Regions from separate parts of the Mus musculus genome. Here regions 2 and 3 are each linked to region 1. The links are chromatin contacts, called in public Hi-C and promoter capture Hi-C maps. All regions are on one chromosome and are shown on one strand. The core of a region is the stretch at or near the end of the contact, and the rest is flanking DNA. Distances in the headings are between cores, read along the strand shown.

Region 1 (2,818 bases), core at 156-2,655:
GGTGGTATAGACCCTGGGAGCTCCGGTTGGTTGATATTGTTGTTCTTCCTATTAGGGTTGCAAACCCCTTCAGCTCCTTCAGTTCTTTCATTGGGAACCCTGTGATTAGTTCAATGGTTGGCTGAGAGCATCGCCTCTGTATATGTCAGGTTGGCAGAACCTCTCAGGAGATAGCTATCTTAGAAAGGGTAACAAAATACTTACGGGAGCAAATACGGTGGCAAAGTGTGGAGCAGAGACTAAAGGAAAGACCATCCAGAGACTGACCAATCTGAGCATACATCCCATATATAGCCACCAAACGCAGACACTCCTGTGGATGCCAAGAAGTGCATGCCGACAGGACCCTGATATAGCTGTCTCCAATAATCTGTTCTTGAAAAAAAAAATGTATATATCAGGAAAATATGGTTGCTTTATTTTATTCCTGCTTATTACTGTTTAGTTTTTATTTCTAACTTTTGAATGAACTCAATACTAGTAAAAAGCCCTTGTGCCTTTGAAATCAGGTTGCTTAAAATATTGACTAGGAAATCCTTCTTTCTTTCAGATTAGCATCGATGGGCAGGATATCAGGAACTTTAACGTCAGGTGTCTAAGGGAAATCATTGGTGTGGTAAGTCAAGAGCCCGTGCTGTTCTCTACTACGATCGCTGAAAATATCCGCTATGGCCGTGGGAATGTAACGATGGATGAGATTGAGAAAGCCGTCAAAGAGGCCAATGCCTATGACTTCATCATGAAACTGCCCCAGGTAAAGTTTCCCTTAAAATCACAACTGAAACGTGAGGCATGAGTTCTTGCTTCAAAAGCTAAGCTCTGGGTTACAATGTTATTCAACCTTGTTGGGCAAATCCCTTAAATTATTCAGACAAGGCTTAACGACTATATTCTATATGTAAATAACATAAAGACATATAGGACATGCATTGGTAATTATTGCAACTCAGTGTTAATTTATTATACTTCATGATACACTACAAGAATCAAAGTTTCGGTTGTCTTCATTTATTTCTACAAAACTCTCTGTACTTTTGTATTTAAAATACTTTTAAAAGGCTGACATATAGCTCCGTGATAGAGACCTTTTTTAGCATATTCAAGGTCCTGTCTGAGTTTGATCCCCAACACTATAAAATTGAATGAATGAGTAGGTTTCTGGAGCTGTTCTGGGTTTTCTGTTTAGAAATTTGACACCCTGGTTGGTGATAGAGGGGCGCAGCTGAGTGGGGGACAGAAACAGAGAATCGCCATTGCCCGGGCCCTGGTCCGCAACCCCAAGATCCTCCTGCTGGACGAGGCCACCTCAGCCCTGGACACTGAAAGTGAAGCTGAGGTGCAGGCCGCACTGGATAAGGTCAGTACCCGAGGTAAACACCCAGGGCGGGGGATGGGGAGCAAATTGTTGTGCAGACTTTTCCCAGTCCTTTGGGAATCTAGATTGAGAAATAAAACCCAAAGGGCAGATGAGGTTGTCTCTTGGGATTTATTGATTTCTTGAGCCCGTTACATTGTCGCAGAGAGAGGTCAATGATCTTTACAGGTTTCCTCCATGGTTCAGTGAACCTAGACCAGGCCTGTGGGAGGAACTGTGGGGGTTGTTTTTTTTTTTTTCTTTCTTGCACACATGGGTTTTATTTGATAACAATATGCTAAAATATGTGAAGAAATTAATTTATAAATTCAGGTATTTTTATGTAACAAGTTCTAGTGATGATATGCTGTCATTTTCTTGGATGTATTGTATTTCATTCTAAGTTTTAATCTATTTCTTTGTGGATTTTTTTTGTTAAATCAGTAAAAAGACAAACACTTATATTCAAGTATATGTGGAAATACATATAAATACATATATATGAGAATGTAATACATATATGCATATGTGCATACACATGTAACTCTGATTACCTAAACACTGCTCTAGTTTAAAAATAGTTCAAAATAACCTATTTTGTGGTAATAATGGCATCATTATTTGTAATTTAATTGTTAATGATACATTAAATTGTATCAAAATAATGTACTTGCTCCTTAGGGTGATTGTGAATACTCCTCATTAAAAGACTTGAAATTTAGAAATAAATAAAGTAAAAGAAATAAAACTGGATTACTATCACCTAACAAAACAAAAGAAGAAAATTCCATTTTAAAATGTATTATTTGATGGCATTTAGTATACTCATCAGATTATGCAATCATCAATACTAATTCCAGAAATAGTTCATTGCCCAAAAGAAACTAGTTGACTACTTCTCAGTAGCCCTGTGCACACTCTTCTGTCTTTGTGGCTTTGCTAGTTCTAGACATTTTATATAGATGTAACCATACTTTGCTGTTGTTTTTGCTGTTGTTATGTGTACATGATGTGTGTGTGTGTGTGTGTGTGTGTGTGTGTGTGTATGTGTGTGTGTGTGTGTGTATGATATAGTACATATGCCACAGCACTTGTGGAGAGGTCAGAAGACAACTTTATGGAGTCAGTTCTTTCCTTCCACCTTTGTATGTGTTCCCAGACTCCAATGATATCACCAGGCTTGAATCGCAAACACCCTTACCTGCTAAGCCATCTTGCTGGCCTTCGTTACTGTCTTTTTCATGTAGCACAGAATTTTCAAGCTTTATCAATGTAGTAATTGGCATCAAATGCCATTCTTTACAGGGTCCAGTGGATTCCAGTTGTATAGACATAACACATCTGGTTAACCATTTTCAACTGATGAGAATTTAGATTATTCCTACTTCTTTAGTTATTATTATTCTAACTACTTAGGTCAATTAAGCTAAATTATGATGAGTCTATGATGTAGGTATTCGTCTC
Region 2 (2,818 bases), core at 88-2,587, 240 kb before region 1:
TTAACCACAATAACTCTGTCAGTGAATATTATATACAATTTCACTCTTTTTGTTAAAATAACAACAGGATATTTTATCAGCTGAGGATAAAATATCAGTTGAGCTAGCCCCATGATACTTCATGCTGTGCTTAGCCATGTGATTATTTATAAAAACAGATGAAAAAGAGAGAGAGAAATCTTAAGTTCATCCTTTGCCTTCGTGGGAAAAGATATGCTAAACCTATAAGATCGCAAATACCTGTCTTAATGACGTTTCTATTGTTGTGAAGAGATACAATGACCGAAGGAGCTCATATAAGGAAGAGCTGGGCTGGCTTACAGTTTCACAGGGTTAGTCCATTCCCATTATGGCAGAGCACATGGCTGCAGGCAAGCAGGCAGGCACAGCACTGGCACAGTACCTGAGAGCTTCATCTTTATCTGTAAGCACAAGGCAGAGCGGTGGGGCAAGGAGAGCTAACTAACTGGGAATGGCATGGGCTGTTTAATCCTCAAAACCCACCCCAATGACACACCTCCTCCAAGGCCACCCCTCCTAATCCTTCCCAAAACAGTCTCACCAACTGGGAACCAAGTATTCAAATGTATGAACACATGAGTGTCAGTCCCAGTCAAACCACCACAACCACTAATATGTGACTGTGCCAATCTCTTCACAGAAAGTAAAGATTCAAATTCAGTCAACAGCAAATGTCTCATTCAGTTTTCAGTTTTAATGTTTTATATGTGTATAGGTTACATTTACTTGTTCTATAAATTGATTTTACCATTTTGTCATAGTTGCAAATGGTTCTGTGTATATACATACATAATCTACACATACTACATACATATATGCATGCATATGTGAGTGACTATATTTATTTAAATCCTTTGCAGTAAAAATAACTTGTGGAACTATTGTCTAGTCATGGACACATGTAAACCTATAACTTCTAGTCATGTTATTCAGTCATGAAGACACAGAAATTCTTCACTCCATGCACATGCCTCTACCAATTCTGCAATTTATTTTCCATGTCTGAGTCAGCATGCAATTCATTTTATAAGACCACTTAATGCAAGTGTACCTATATGGTGAAAAGATTGGCTCAGCACATAGATTTTGTGAGATTACATGAAAGATATCAGAAGTCAAAAGTCCACCCAAATGCCACCTATGTAACATAGAAGTCGCTCTCACGTTAGAAGCCTCGGGAACTCTTCCCTGTCAGAGGATGTTGGGTTGTTATTGCAAGCAGTAACTCTCACTGACTGAGCATCTGCTATGTCCACCAGATACCTGTGAAGCGTAGGCATCAGCTCACTTAGCAGGCAGAGTAACTGAAGTCCTGAACACTGTTAATTTGTTACCCGGGAAACATGATGGGCGTACTGTTCCTGGTTGTTATCAGTTAGCTGAGAGCTGGCACCTCTCCTTTTTCTTAGTTGATTTTTCTGTTTAGTAGAACATTGAACAGATTAAGTGGAAATTCTTCACAACAGAGCTTAATGAAAAACTACTGATTATCTACTCTAAGTCGGGAAAACAAACTAGTACTTAATTTTTTAATAACTAATCTTATATTGCTTCTGATACTATTTATTTAATAAAGACAGCCCTTGGCTTTTATTTTAATCTCTGCTCTTTGATAATCTTTCTATATGATTATATATATTTATTAATCTTGCATTTTGGCTATATTAAAAGTGATGTGTCCTGGTTCCCGAATATTATAGACAAAATGTCCCGAATGTGATAGAAAGGCCCATCATTCTCAGAACCAGGAGATGCCACAAAACACCCCCATATACACTTAATTGGTCCACACACATAAATAAGATATTGAAATGATCAGATTATAATTTTTAAGTAACTACCATAAAATGCTTCACTGATTTATAAAATCATTTGAAACAATAACAAAAACTCATAAGCTAATAGGAAATTATTAAAAAGAAAAAAACAACAGCAGAGAACTGAGAGACATAACAGTAAAAAGAGCCGTGCTGTATGGATTCTTTCAGTCTATTCAAATGGAAATTATACAGTAGAATATAGAATATTCAGAATCAGTGAATCTGAAATATAGAAAACCAGGAAAGCCTCAGAGTCATGTGTGACAATAATAAAAGATTCATATCATTGCCTTGAGTCTCAAAAGAGGTGAAAGTGTATAGCGCTTTCAACTAAGTCGAAGACCTGGTGGCTGACAAACAGAATAATCAGGTGCAAGAAGTTAGTCTGACCCCAAGCAGGATAAAATCAAAGAAGTCCATGTCAGGACACATCATAACTAACGTGCTAAAGGCTGATCACATAAGGAAGGTTTTGTGTGTGTGAAAAGATAGAAAAGGGGGAAAATCCCATATTGGAGTGGATGACTGATAGTAAGCTAAACCCAGTAACATAAAAAAGAATTATAAATTATGGCCAAATGAGATTTAGTTCAGCTATGTAAAAATGGCACAGCACTTGAAGATCTGTGTAATCTACCTTACTTTATACTAAAGAAAATAAACGGCCATATCATCTGACAGAACAAACCTCTGACAACATGCAGAACTCAGGGATGTTACCTGTCAGAAGGTAAGAATAGAAGAATGCCACTGCAGTTCTAAAGTGCCATTCGGATATCCCCATTAGCTATTGAATGGTGGAAGGAATCTCCCCCCACCAGTACCAAAATAAAACATTTCTGACTTCATTTTCATTGAAACACTGGAGCTCTAGCTGCTGCCATAAGACAAGAAAAAAAAAAAAGGCATATAGATTGGTAAGGAGAAAAAGAAAACTATGAATTTCTGAAAGCAGTTAATGAAGCTAGAAAACATGA
Region 3 (2,818 bases), core at 195-2,694, 130 kb after region 1:
TAATGGCTCTCTTTCTGAATACACTAGACCCTTTGGTTCCTATGTTGATTCTTCTTAATTGACACATCTTAATTTTATGTATTTGTGGTGTATTTTGTGACACTTCAATACATGTATATAATGTGTGATGATCAGAACAGAGTAAGTGCTCTGTAGTCATACATAACCAATGAGTTGACTGGAATTGGGTGGGGAGGACAAAACCTCATTTCAGTTAGGACTTGGCTGTGCACTGACAAGTTTATGGTATCATATATCACCTAGGCATCTTCCAGTCCCAATCATATTAAGGTTTAATCTCACACTTGACCTTCTTAGTTTTTTGAGACAGGATTTCTCTGGGTAGAGGCGACTGTCCTGGAACTTACTCTGTAGACCAAGCTGGCCTTGAACTCACAGAGATCCATCTGCCTTTGTCTCCCAAATGCAGGGATCAAAGGTGTTCACCACCACCTCTCAGATTACTCTGAATCTTTTATCTCCTAATTTTACTTGATACGTTTTATAACTCCTTTCCTTTCAGGCTGGTGCTATCTTCCTTCACTAGTAATTAAACTAATCCTAATTGTTCTGCCTGATTTTTATATTACTAATATATATGGATGCATATATGTTATAATACTTATGCATTTAGATATATACATATGTATATGTGTGTGTGTGTGTGTGTGTGTGTGTGTGTGTATGCCAATAATTCACCAACCTTTATTATGTAGAGTTAACAATCAAAACTCCAATGCTTGCAAGATGGCTCAGTAGGTAAAAGAATTTGCTGCCAAGCCTGACCATCAGAGTTCAATCCCTGCACTCCCACGTGGTGGGAGGAGATAACTTAACCTTGCAAGTTGTCCTCTGTTGTCTACACACATTCTGAGTAACGCACGAGCGCGCGCACACACACACACACACACACACACACACACACACGAAAAAATAAAATATAAACACACTACCAAAAGTCTCCCTTCTTTCAATGGAAACCTAAACCATGGAATGCAACCTTATTTCATATCTTAGGAAACTGTAAAATTTTGCTTCATTTCTAACACGATGTAAGAAGTATTTTCTTAGTACAGCTAACACAGGTTGAAGTATGAAAGTTTCTCAGTACAGAAACACAGGTTGAAGTGTGAAAGTTTTTCAGAGGCAGCAGTTGGTATCTTCCCTGAAGTTTCCCTGGCACTTTTACTGAATGTTTTCTGTACATTCTGGGAGATGTTGTACCAAACGCATCACCCGCTAGGGAAGGAGGGGCTGTGATGCTGCTGTGACATCAAAGGTAGAAGGGGGTGAATGTTCAGCTAGTTTAAGCAAGGAGAAGCAAAAGCATAAATTGAAAACTACATCAATTGAAGCGCAAACTCCTCCTCATCCAAAAGAGCGGAGGTTATAAACAAGTTTGCTGGGCAGACTGAGTCAGAGACTGAGTAGTTAAAATGAAACAGAAAGCACTAGCAACTCCCAACACTGAACTCTGGGTGGTGTAAACTGCTAACAAATTCCACTCCTGGATGAGGAAACACAAATTGTTTTATGTAATTAAAAGTTCAACCATTCCCAAAGATTTCTATTTTGGGGAATAGAAACTGGAGGAAGCAAAGTAATTGAGTGTTGATTAAAATTAGAAAATCAGGTTCCCTAACTCTATTGGGGGAAAATCCCTAAATCATTTTCCCAGCAAAGAGGGAAGCCATGCATATTTCTCTCTGGCATTAACAATGGCTGTGTGGAGAGTGATTCATTAATTGGTTTGCTAACAAATAGCATGCCCTACTTTCACACACTAAGATTGTTTCCACGAATGCAAGCAATGGTCTGAAGCAGCCATGTTCCTAACAATGTGGAGCTGCAAAACAAATTTCAGAAAAGGGTCGTGAGTTTCCTAAAAGGTGGGGAAAATGAATTAACATTATTCTGGTCTCTTTCTGAGGCTAATATAGATGGTGAGGATGACGCATCGGGGTCAAAGCCATTAATCTGCTGTAGAATTTAATCCTGATAAATGAATAAAAGGCTATAAACAAGTTTATTGTAAATATCTCTTGAATAAGAAAACCGTGAATCATCTTCATGTTCAGAAATAGTTATGAGTTTCTGGTTTTCCAGTGTAAGAACCCAAGGCAAGACTTCTGTAACAGGTATAAGAGTTGACAGTGACAGCTACAAGTGGAAGCGACGATGTCAGCTCCCCGTTTTCCAGTTAAAAGAGTAGCAGGTATGAAATATAAGACGAAGCTTTCCCTCTGGCCGTTCTGAGGAAGAAAGCCAGTACGTTATCTGTGGGAAGCAAGCGCTCGACTGCACAGCCACATCGGCCGACAGTTGCATTTAAGCTGCCGTCAGCCTACCACGCATGTGCTGAGCCCACGTGGTATGAGGGTACAGTTGTTTCCTGTGCTGCTATGTCTACTCCTCAAAATCTTTTTATATAAAACTATAAACTCACTTGGGTAACACCTAGTGAAGGCTTCTTAACTTATGTTAATAATCTCTGCTTTTGATGCACTAGTTAGCGTTCTTTGAGTGAATATTTATGGAAGAAACTAAGGAATACTCTGCACGACTTCATGTTACAAGCTACTTTGGGGCCATTCTGACTTCAGTTGTGCGCTATGGGCTGTATGTGTTACTTCATACTGCTACAGTGGTGGCGTACGCCTTTAATCCCAGCACTTGGGAGGCAGAGGCAGGCGGATTTCTGAGTTCGAGGCCAGCCTGGTCTACAGAGTGAGTTCTAGGACAGCCAGGGCTACACAGAGAAACCCTGTCTCCAAAAACAAAACAAAACAAAACAAAACAAAACAAAACCTAATTCTTA

Evidence for each region. A called contact is a pair of places that touch in the nucleus more often than the background predicts. Capture Hi-C pulls out chosen DNA fragments and counts their contacts.
Region 2: a contact with region 1 is called in a promoter capture Hi-C map of liver. The contact joins two enhancer-like sites. A contact is called at or near these places in 2 of 9 other capture datasets (embryonic stem cells and liver).
Region 3: a Hi-C map of liver shows a contact between it and region 1, with 2.5 times the contacts expected there. The contact joins two enhancer-like sites. A contact is called at or near these places in 1 of 39 promoter capture datasets (the C10 cell line), 1 of 15 datasets of contacts at CTCF or cohesin (CD8 T cells), 23 of 484 Hi-C or Micro-C datasets (B cells, CD8 T cells, CD8 central memory T cells and 17 more), 1 of 115 datasets of contacts at active chromatin or transcription factors (bone marrow-derived dendritic cells) and 2 of 9 other capture datasets (adipose tissue and liver).

Annotation. Positions count from the first base shown.
Region 1 is chr5:8,927,221-8,930,038 of GRCm38.p6, forward strand. Abcb4 (ATP-binding cassette, sub-family B (MDR/TAP), member 4) reads left to right here. Exons shown (of 28, transcript NM_008830.2): 13 at 551-754; 14 at 1,187-1,357. Among named protein-coding and RNA genes, the nearest start is that of Gm31388, 17 kb to the right of the region's middle. Within about 2 kb of position 1,406, at least 3 of the 459 cell types and tissues checked have an H3K27ac peak or open chromatin away from gene starts, as enhancers often do. A contact at or near this core is called in liver, where this site is marked.
Region 2 is chr5:8,686,359-8,689,176 of GRCm38.p6, forward strand. All of the region lies in intron 9 of Abcb1a (ATP-binding cassette, sub-family B (MDR/TAP), member 1A), which reads left to right. Among named protein-coding and RNA genes, the nearest start is that of Gm31157, 8.0 kb to the right of the region's middle. Within about 2 kb of position 1,338, at least 1 of the 459 cell types and tissues checked has an H3K27ac peak or open chromatin away from gene starts, as enhancers often do. A contact at or near this core is called in liver, where this site is marked.
Region 3 is chr5:9,058,082-9,060,899 of GRCm38.p6, forward strand. No RefSeq gene overlaps it. Among named protein-coding and RNA genes, the nearest start is that of Gm31449, 14 kb to the right of the region's middle. Within about 2 kb of position 1,445, at least 36 of the 459 cell types and tissues checked have an H3K27ac peak or open chromatin away from gene starts, as enhancers often do. A contact at or near this core is called in liver, where this site is marked.